Regions from separate parts of the Mus musculus genome. Here region 2 is linked to region 1. A link is a contact called in public targeted proximity ligation data. All regions are on one chromosome and are shown on one strand. The core of a region is the stretch at or near the end of the contact, and the rest is flanking DNA. Distances in the headings are between cores, read along the strand shown.

Region 1 (4,718 bases), core at 1,844-4,343:
GAACAGAGGCAGGTGGATGGATCCATGTGAGCAGGCCGACCTAGACTACATAGGGAGTCCCAGGATAACCAAGCCTGCATAATGAGACCCTGTTTCAAAAACAAACAAAAAACAGAAACAACAAAACAAAGCCAGAGACAGGCAGAGTGGCACTCAGGACACAGAGGCAATGTCTACTAGTGCTGACTAATGAGACACGTCAAAAAAGGAATGGGGGGAGAGACAAAAAAGACAGACAGAAAAACATGCAAGCAGGTAGGCAGACAATAACCACAATAATAATGAAGGTAAACACCTTTTGTCAGGTATGGAGCCTCAGAGTTGTAATGCTAGCTACCTAGAAGGCTAAGACCATTCATTCCTAAGGAAACCAGTCTTACTTTATAGCTACACACCTTGTACCTTCTCTAAAGGATCCTGACAGGCTATAATACCAAAATCTAGATTCTATTTAACAGAAGAGGATGGACAAATGAATGCTTATTCCCAGAGTGTTCTTTTATATGTTCTTAGATAAAGAAATTAAAGTAGGTAAGTTTTAAAATGTCTCAAGCAATGCACCACCACCGCCTGGCATAATAAAATTTTTAAAAATTATAACTTGGCCTTAAAACAGCTAGGATAATTTTTTAAGCTCTCTATAAAAATACTTTCTCAAAAAACAAACAAACAAACAGTAGGAAGCAAAGGCAGGTAGATCTCTGTAAGTTTTATGTCACCTTGGTCTACATAGGGAGGCCCTGTTTCAAAGAAAGAAAGAAAGAAAGAAAGAAAGAAAGAGAGAGAGAGAGAGGGGGAGGGAGGGAGGGAGGGAGGGAGGGAGGGAGGGAGGGAGGGAGGAAGGAAAAAGGAACAAAACCAAACTAAACAAAACAGAAATTATCTCCAGGTAGGTAGCTGGCTCAGTGGGTAAAGGAGCTGTTCCAAGCCTGGAGAGCCAACTTTGGTCCCCAGCACCCACAGGTCAAAGAAGAAAACTCACTCCTGCAAGTTGTCCTCTGACCTCCACAAGGACATCTTGGCCCTTTCGTAGCCACTCACACACATGCACAGTTGAATAATAGAATTTAATTTAAACAAAACCAATAGTGGAACTAAAGAGATGGCTCAGAGGTTAGAAATACTTGCTGCTTTTCCAGAGTCCTCAGCACTCAGTATCACTCACAACTACTCTAACTCCAGATCCCAGAAATCCAAGAGAACAAAATTGTAAATTGATACATTTTCATTTAAAAACTTGTTAAGACAGAACATTAATTAAGCTTACATATAAGAGCTAAAGTTAAAAAAAAGAAATTAGAACAATGCATACTGGTAAATGGTCTTGATTTAGATTTTCTTACATATGGCACACAAAACTGAAAAACAAAAGAAAATAAATAAATTGAACCTAGTAAGATTATACTTTATGCTTCAAAGAATATCATCAAAAAAATGAAAACAAGGATTGTAACTCAGTGATAGAACACTAGCAAAATATATGCAAGGCCTTGGGCTTAATCCCCAGCTCCACAATAAGAAAAGGAAAAGAATATTGCCAAGAAAATACAAGGGCAATTCACAAAATAAATGAAAACCATATATCTAATAAGGTACTTATATCTACTACATTAAAGAATGCTGCTAAGTCAAAATAAAGAACAAAATGAGCAAAGTCTCTTGTAAAAGAATCTTTTATTCTCCTGTAGTAATTGTCTGTCTGCTAACCTAGGCCTAGTCTTGGAAGCTTCTAGCCTCCATACAATCTTAGGCCTAGAATGTTTTCAGCCTCTGAGACTTGCTGCTGAATAAGATCGCCCCTTCCTTGTTCTTATCTCTGGTTGGCTGATTCAATTCAGCTGTTCTGGCTCTAATTCCTCTCCAAGCTGACTGATTCAATCTAACACACACACCCCAGCCCCTGCCTCCTTTTCTCCACCTCTCCTGAACTGCTCTGCTTGGCCTCATACTAACTTTGGAAATCTGTTCTAATCTTCTGGCTCCTTCTGTCTTCACCTGTGTCTAGCTTGTTCTCTGCCTGCAACCTGTCTCTGTACAACAGTCCTGATAAAACTGCCTTCTTCCTATCTTCTCTCCCTTAAGTAGCCCCGTTTTCTTCTCTCTTCTCTGTGAGAGTTGGGCATATCCTACTTTGTCAAAATCGTTCTCTGACTCGTCACTTTGTCTGCCACTCAATTAGACATCACTTTCAAACATGGGTGCTTCCTTCTACAAACTAACTTTACCTTCATTGTTTGGGATTAAAGGTATGTACTAAGTGCATGTCTGTTTTCCAACCAGAGGGATTAAGTTGTGTGTGAAGGCTGAGCCTCACTACAAGCAGAAACAGATCTTTTCAGTAAATAAAATAATCCTGGGGATCACAGTGTGATCAAATATCCTGCAAGTCTCTGAACAGACATTTCTACACAGAAGAGATAAAAATGGACAACAGTACATGGAAAGAAAGATGCTTAACATGACTAGTCAGCCGAAAAGAACAAATAAAAACCAGAGATAGCAGTCACATTAACAAGTATGGCTAGCACCAAAAGTTAGACAATAAACCATTGGCAAGGCTGTAGAGAAATTTGAATTCCCATATGCTATTGGTGAAATATGGTGGAGCAACTTTGTAAAAACTGATAGTTTCAACCAGCCATTGTGGTGCACGTTCTTAATCTCAGCACTAAAAGACACAGACAGGAAGGTCTCTGTGAGTTTGAGTCCAGCCTGGTCTACAAATCAAGCTCCAGGGCAGCCAGGAAAACCCTGGTAGTTTCTACAGAAAAACACGGTTACTATATGACTCAGTATTCTACTCCTAAGAATGAAAATATATTCATAAAAAAAAACTTTTAAATTATTTACAGTAACTTATTCCTTTTAATATTTATCTTTTATTTTTAATGTGTATGCAGGGGAGATAGGTGCACAGAGCAGAGGCACTGGATTCCCCTGAGCTGGAGTTACAGGTAGTTTCATCATTTGACATACAGGCTCAGAACCGAACACGAATCCTCAGCAGAACACTACACTTTAACAGTAAGCCGTCTCACTAGCCTAGGCAGAAGCTTACACGTAACAGCCAGAAAATGGAAACACCCAAATGAGGAAAAGATAAGCAAAACATGGTATCCACACAGTAGAATATTACTCAGCCATAAAATATGAGTGTCTCATATCCTTAAGGTGACTACTATCAAAAAAAGAAAAACAAACAAACAAACCTAAAAATGGGGCTAGGAAAGACAGCACCTGATTTCAAGGGCCTTCAGAACCCTGGTCTGACAGCACACACTGGGGAGGCTGGACAGAAGGAACTACAAAGGGAGTTCCAGGGCAACCAGAACTGTTACACAGAAAAACCCCATCTTGAAAAATCAAACCGGAGTTCTCTGGAGCTCACTGGCCACACAGCCCAGCAACTTCCAGGAAAAGCTGAGACTTTGTCTGAAAAGTCAACATGAACAACAGGAGGTTACCTGACTTCTGGTCCTTACGAATATACACGTGCACATATACCCACACACAAACACCCAAACAAAAGTGGGAAAAGGAAAGAAGAGGTGGGGTGTAACTCACTAGTAGATCTTGCAGCATGAATGATGCCTGAAGTTCAGTTCCTAGCATGCCAAAAAAGTTCTGGCTACAGCATGAAAGCAATCCAGTCCCTTGGTTCCCACCAAATTGCAATTGGTGACAATATGAAATGATGCAGGCACTACAGATAACTTAGAACTTCCACGTGATCAGCAACTCACATCATCATAAATATGCCAAAGAAATGAAAGCAAACAGCTGGAAGGCTAAGCAAGTTGATAAAGGTACTTGCCACCAAACCTTATGACTTGAGTTCAACCCCTAGAACCCACCCAATGGAAAGCAAGAATAATTTCTCCTAACTCGAAATGTGCAGCATGATACACAAGCTCCTTATCCTACATATATACACATACAATAATAAATGGCTAAAAAAAAGAAAATCAAGTTTCACAGACCAGAATCAAAATGATATTTTTATCATCTATCCCTTAAAAATCTCACAGTGTAGCTCTGTCTGGCCTAGAACTCATTATGTAGACCAGGCTGGACTGGAACTCAAAGAGATCCACCTGCCTCTGTTGGGATTAAAGTATGTGATACCATACCCTGTCCCCTTTTTTAAATTAAGAAACAACCAAACAGACTTTTTTCTACTTCAAGGCCACAATTTTGACTAGGAAAAGCATTTATTTTCCTGTAATCACTCTCTTTGATTCTGGATTTTTTTTGATGCAGGATCTCCCTATGTTACACAGACTAATTCCAAATTCCTAGGCTCAAATGATCCTGTTTCAGCCTCCAAATGAGCTAGCGTTCTGAGGTATGAGCCACTGCACTCAAGGTATTTAACTGCCTTTGTATCTAATATATTCTGAAAGCTTAAAGATAATGAGCCATTTACCTACCCAAGGCTTACTTTTAACTTCAACTTTTTACGTTGGACATAAGCACAGGTTCCAACACTACTCAAAACATAAGATAACAACAATAAAATAACCTTCAAATTCCCGGGACTGTGGAAACATTGGCCCAGTTTGTACTGGTTCTTCTTGCTGCAGCTTTAGAACAAGCACTGTTGGTCACTTTGTCTACCGGTAACTCCCATACATAAAAACTTCAATCAATTCACATTTCATCACTCCTTATACATTACACAGCACAACAAATTATAAATTAATTTGAAAGGAAAATTT
Region 2 (4,154 bases), core at 359-2,858, 420 kb before region 1:
CTCTTTGTAGCCCTGGTTGTCTTGAAACTCGATCTGTAAAACATGCTGGGATTAGAGGTGTGCCCCACAACTGCCTGCCTAAATCTGCCTAATTTTTTTTTTCCTAAATTCTTAAGTGTGTCTGCTTTCCTGTTGATTAAAATGAAAGTTCCAAATTAAGTAACTAAAACTCCAGAGTTCAGCAATTAAGTATCTTTGGCAAGCCTAGAGTTGCTCACACACACACACACACACACACACACACACACACACACACACACGTCACCTAGTTTAAAAACTTGGGTCTGGTAGCTGAAACTTGAATTGCTTATAACTCCAGAACTCAGAACTAAGGCAGGGAGCTAGTCGGAGTTTGAGGCCAGTCTCAGGAAAAAAAAAAAAAAGGCAGACACAGTGGCACACACTTGTCACCCAGCAATCCCAGCTAAACGACCGAGAGGCTGAGACAGTAAAGTACGCTAACATATAGTTCCAGACCAACCTCGGTAACATCACAAAAATTCAAAAAAATTAAAAACTCTGGGTAAGTTATTTGGATGTCAGTCGGGGAGAGCTGAACCCCACACCCTCCCTCCTCTCAATTTTGTCTTTTGGTCAATGAACAAAGGCAGATAAAAGAAAGAAAGAAAGAAAGAAAGAAAGAAAGAAGGAGAGAGAAACCCTGTCTCGAAAAACCAAAAAAAAAAAAAAGAAGAAGAAGAAAAATGAGAAAGAGAAAAGATGCTGCACCTTAGCCATGTACTTTCATTAGCTCGTGAGTTTCATAAACTCATTTTACAGCTTAGCTTAAATTCAGCAATGTCTACTTGGTTATTAGAGGTGAATTTGATGGTTGCTCTTCGCTGAAAAGTGCGTTCCCTTTTAAAAGCAAACCTACTTTCATCTATTGGACCAAACACACAGAATAAAGAACTATTAGTCTTTCCGAAGTGGAAATAACCCCAAGGTGAGCGCCAAACTACATGCAAAGTAAGTAGGAAGCTTTATTCCCAAACTGACAACTCGGACGGGGTAGCACAGAGCAATGACAGCTAAATTTTCGGCGACATTGGCTTTTAAAAGGGAACGCACTTTTCAGCGAAGAGCAACCATCAAATTCTTTGTGACTGCAGCTTAACTTTAACCAACACCAACATCCCCCCCCCCCCCGAGACAAACCCTAATTTAGAACTAAACGTGGTAGCATGTTTACCGAACAAAACACGGGGAGCCCCAGAAACCGATGACTTGGTGTCCTTCAGAAAGGTAAACAAATCGCTCTCCGGAACGGCTAGCCCAAAAGCTAAGCCTCCGCGTCCGGACTCGTCCCAGCCTCTCCTTACCTGCATCTCACCACCACCTGGATGTTCCTGCCCTTTTCCTCTTTCTTCTTCAAAGAACTCGGCTGGGACGCCATGACGGTCGAGCCAAAACCTGCCGGCCTAGCGGAGACTCAGACACAGTGAGAACCGGGAGCAGCCTCTCCTCACCCGGTGCTGCCAAGGCCACGAGGACCGAGACTCGCAGCTCGGCGTCCCCGAGGTCCACGCAGGCCTCTTGGCCGTGGCCGCCGCCCCGCAAAAGCCGGACAGGACGAACCTCCTCCTCTGCTCCGAAATCAGCAACGATTCCGCGCCTCAATTTTGAAAAATGGAGACGACTGACCGGACCAATAGCAGAGCGGCACGCGAGGCATCATGGGACGCCGTGTCGTCACTGTGGTGACGACGGGGCGTGACCCGAAGAAATGGATGGCGGTGCAGGCTGGCTCCTGTAGTCCGAAGTTCACTGTGCAAGCTTTCAGTGCTGCCGCTGGCGGGCTTCTGGGGCCTGGGACGCCTACATCGCCGCATTCGCTGGGTCCTTACCGCCCTCCGAGGCTTCTCGCTTTCCGTAGAGAGGTGACGAACAACTCGGCCGTTTAAGGTGTAGGTGGGGACCGGGGAAACAGAAAAGCCGAGTCCTCCGCCTCATCGGGTTTCCGGAGCTGCTTTTTCTGTTTCGCGGGATCTTAAATGCGGTTTAGCCTCTCCGATGTAACTTAGCGAGGATCAGAGAAAGCGCCGCCGACCTCGCCAAATACCCGCCTTCCGCACTCCAGATCCCTGGTCCTCTGGATTAAGCAAAGCCAACTGTCTACTGGTAAACTACTCTCGGAGGCAGGAGTGGCAGAGGAGCTCTCCGAGTTCCAGACCAGCCTGATCTATAAAGCGAGGCCAGGACGGCCAGGGCTGGTTGCACAGAGAAACGCTGTCTCCAAAAACAAACAAACAAAAACAAAACAAAAGCTAGCCCCAGAGACTCACTGCTATCTCAAAATGTCCCACAAAGTGAACATATTGAACATCTTTATACCCTTGCCTCCGGCCAGTCTTTCTCACTTCAACACGTGTTTTTAACCAGACCCTTCCTCTGCAATCACCTTCCTCCAAGACTTTGAATCTCGTCCCTGAATGACTTCCTTCGATGTTCCTACTGCTACCCTTTTTTTCTCCTCCCTGCTACTGCATTCACTCAGCAAATATCCTTTAAAAAGCAAACCAAACACATATAGGGACAGAGGCAGAAAGATCAGGAGTTCAAGCGTCCATTTCATACATTTCCAGTTTAGTATCAAACTGTGTTATGTCCATCATTTGCTATTTATTCGTTTGTTTTAAACAAGATATCTTTCTGAACACAAGGCTGGCCCTGTGAGAATCCTCAATGATCTTCCTGCCTTCTGCATACTGGTATTGAAAGAATGAGCTACCAGTCCTGGCTGGTTTCTTGTTTGCTTTTTTTTTTTTTTTTTTTTGAGGGGTGTGGCTTAAGATTATTTATTTATGTGTGGGGTAGTGTGTCTGTGTGTGTGTCCTCCAAGTGTGTGGTGGTGCCCTTGGACAGAAGATGGCATTGAATGCCCTGGAACTGTAGTTAAAAAGTCAGTTGTGAACCACCTACAGTGGGCGCTAGGACCTGAATTCAGGTCCTGTGGAAGAACAGGAAGTGCTCTTAACAGCTCTTATCCATCTCTCCAGCCCATGATTTTTTTTGTTGTTGTTGGTTTTTTTGGGTTTTTTTTTTTTTTTTTTTTCGAGACAGGGTTTCTCTGTATTGCCCTGGCTGTCCTGGAACTCACTCTGTAGACCAGGCTGGCCTCGAACTCAGAAATCCACTTGCCTCTGCCTCCCGAGTGCTGCATCCCATGATTTTTGTCTTTTTGTCTTTTTTTTTTTTTTTTTTTTTTTTTTTAATCTTTTGGAATTAGATGCAAAAGGTCTTACCATTCCTGTGTTTTCCGATGGGCTTGCTTGGCCCCTGTGAAAGGGTCATTCATGCAGACCACTATTCTAAGGTGGTGTTTACCCTGTTCTCTGTCTCCCCTTGTACTACGAGTGCCAGCGCCTCAGTGGAACTCTAGTCCATTGGCACTTTGGATGCCTTCCTCATTCTCATTTTTCTGTCAGTTTCTGGTTTTTAAAGACTGTTTTGTTTGTTTGGGTGGTTTTTTTGTTTTGTTTTTATGTATTTATTATTACACATAAGTACACTGTAGCTGACTTCAGACGCACCAGAAGAGAGCGTCAGATCTCATTACGGGTGATTGTGAGCCACCATGTGGTTGCTGGGATTTGAACTCAGCACCTTTGGAAGAGCAGTCAGTGCTGTTAACCACTGAGCCATCTCACCAGCCCCCATGGCTTGGTGGGGTTGTTTGTTTGTTTGTTTGTTTTTTACTGGGTTGGTTGAACAAGCTTGTAATCTCAGTCTCAGGGTTTGGATTAGCAAATTCAAGCCAGGCTGGACTACAAGAGACCCTAGAAAAAACAAAACTTGACCATCCTGTCTAAAGGAACTTGCTATTTGCTTCTTTAACACTACACTTTATAATTATGTTGTGGTTTTTTTTTTTTTCCTACCTGAGTGTAAACTTCATCTGGGTCCTTCTTCACATTGTTTTGGGGTTTTTTGAGATGGGTTTTATGTAGCTCAGGCTAGCCTCCAGCTCACTGGCTAGCTGAGGATGGCTTTGATCATACTGCGTCCACCTCCCCCGTGCTGAGATCACAGGTGTTTACCACCATACCTATTTATACTGGACTGGGCATCAGACCCAAGGCTTCTTTGTGCTAGACCAGCACTCTACCATCTACACCCCTCGCTGGTTTTCCAGTCTCTTGTAAGACATTTAT

Evidence for each region.
Region 2: a contact with region 1 is called in a targeted proximity ligation map of pancreatic cancer cells. A contact is called at or near these places in 4 of 39 promoter capture datasets (the C10 cell line, cranial neural crest, hematopoietic stem and progenitor cells and 1 more), 5 of 130 datasets of targeted methods (the SCID.adh cell line, bone marrow-derived macrophages, epiblast stem cells and 2 more) and 4 of 9 other capture datasets (adipose tissue, liver, macrophages and 1 more).

What each region holds. Positions count from the first base shown.
Region 1 is chr19:36,951,201-36,955,918 of GRCm38.p6, reverse strand. The region is part of intron 4 of Btaf1 (B-TFIID TATA-box binding protein associated factor 1); the gene reads right to left. Among named protein-coding and RNA genes, the nearest start is that of Btaf1, 27 kb to the right of the region's middle.
Region 2 is chr19:37,373,836-37,377,989 of GRCm38.p6, reverse strand. Kif11 (kinesin family member 11) reads right to left here and starts at 1,608. Exons shown (of 22, transcript NM_010615.2): 1 at 1,323-1,608. The coding sequence starts at 1,396.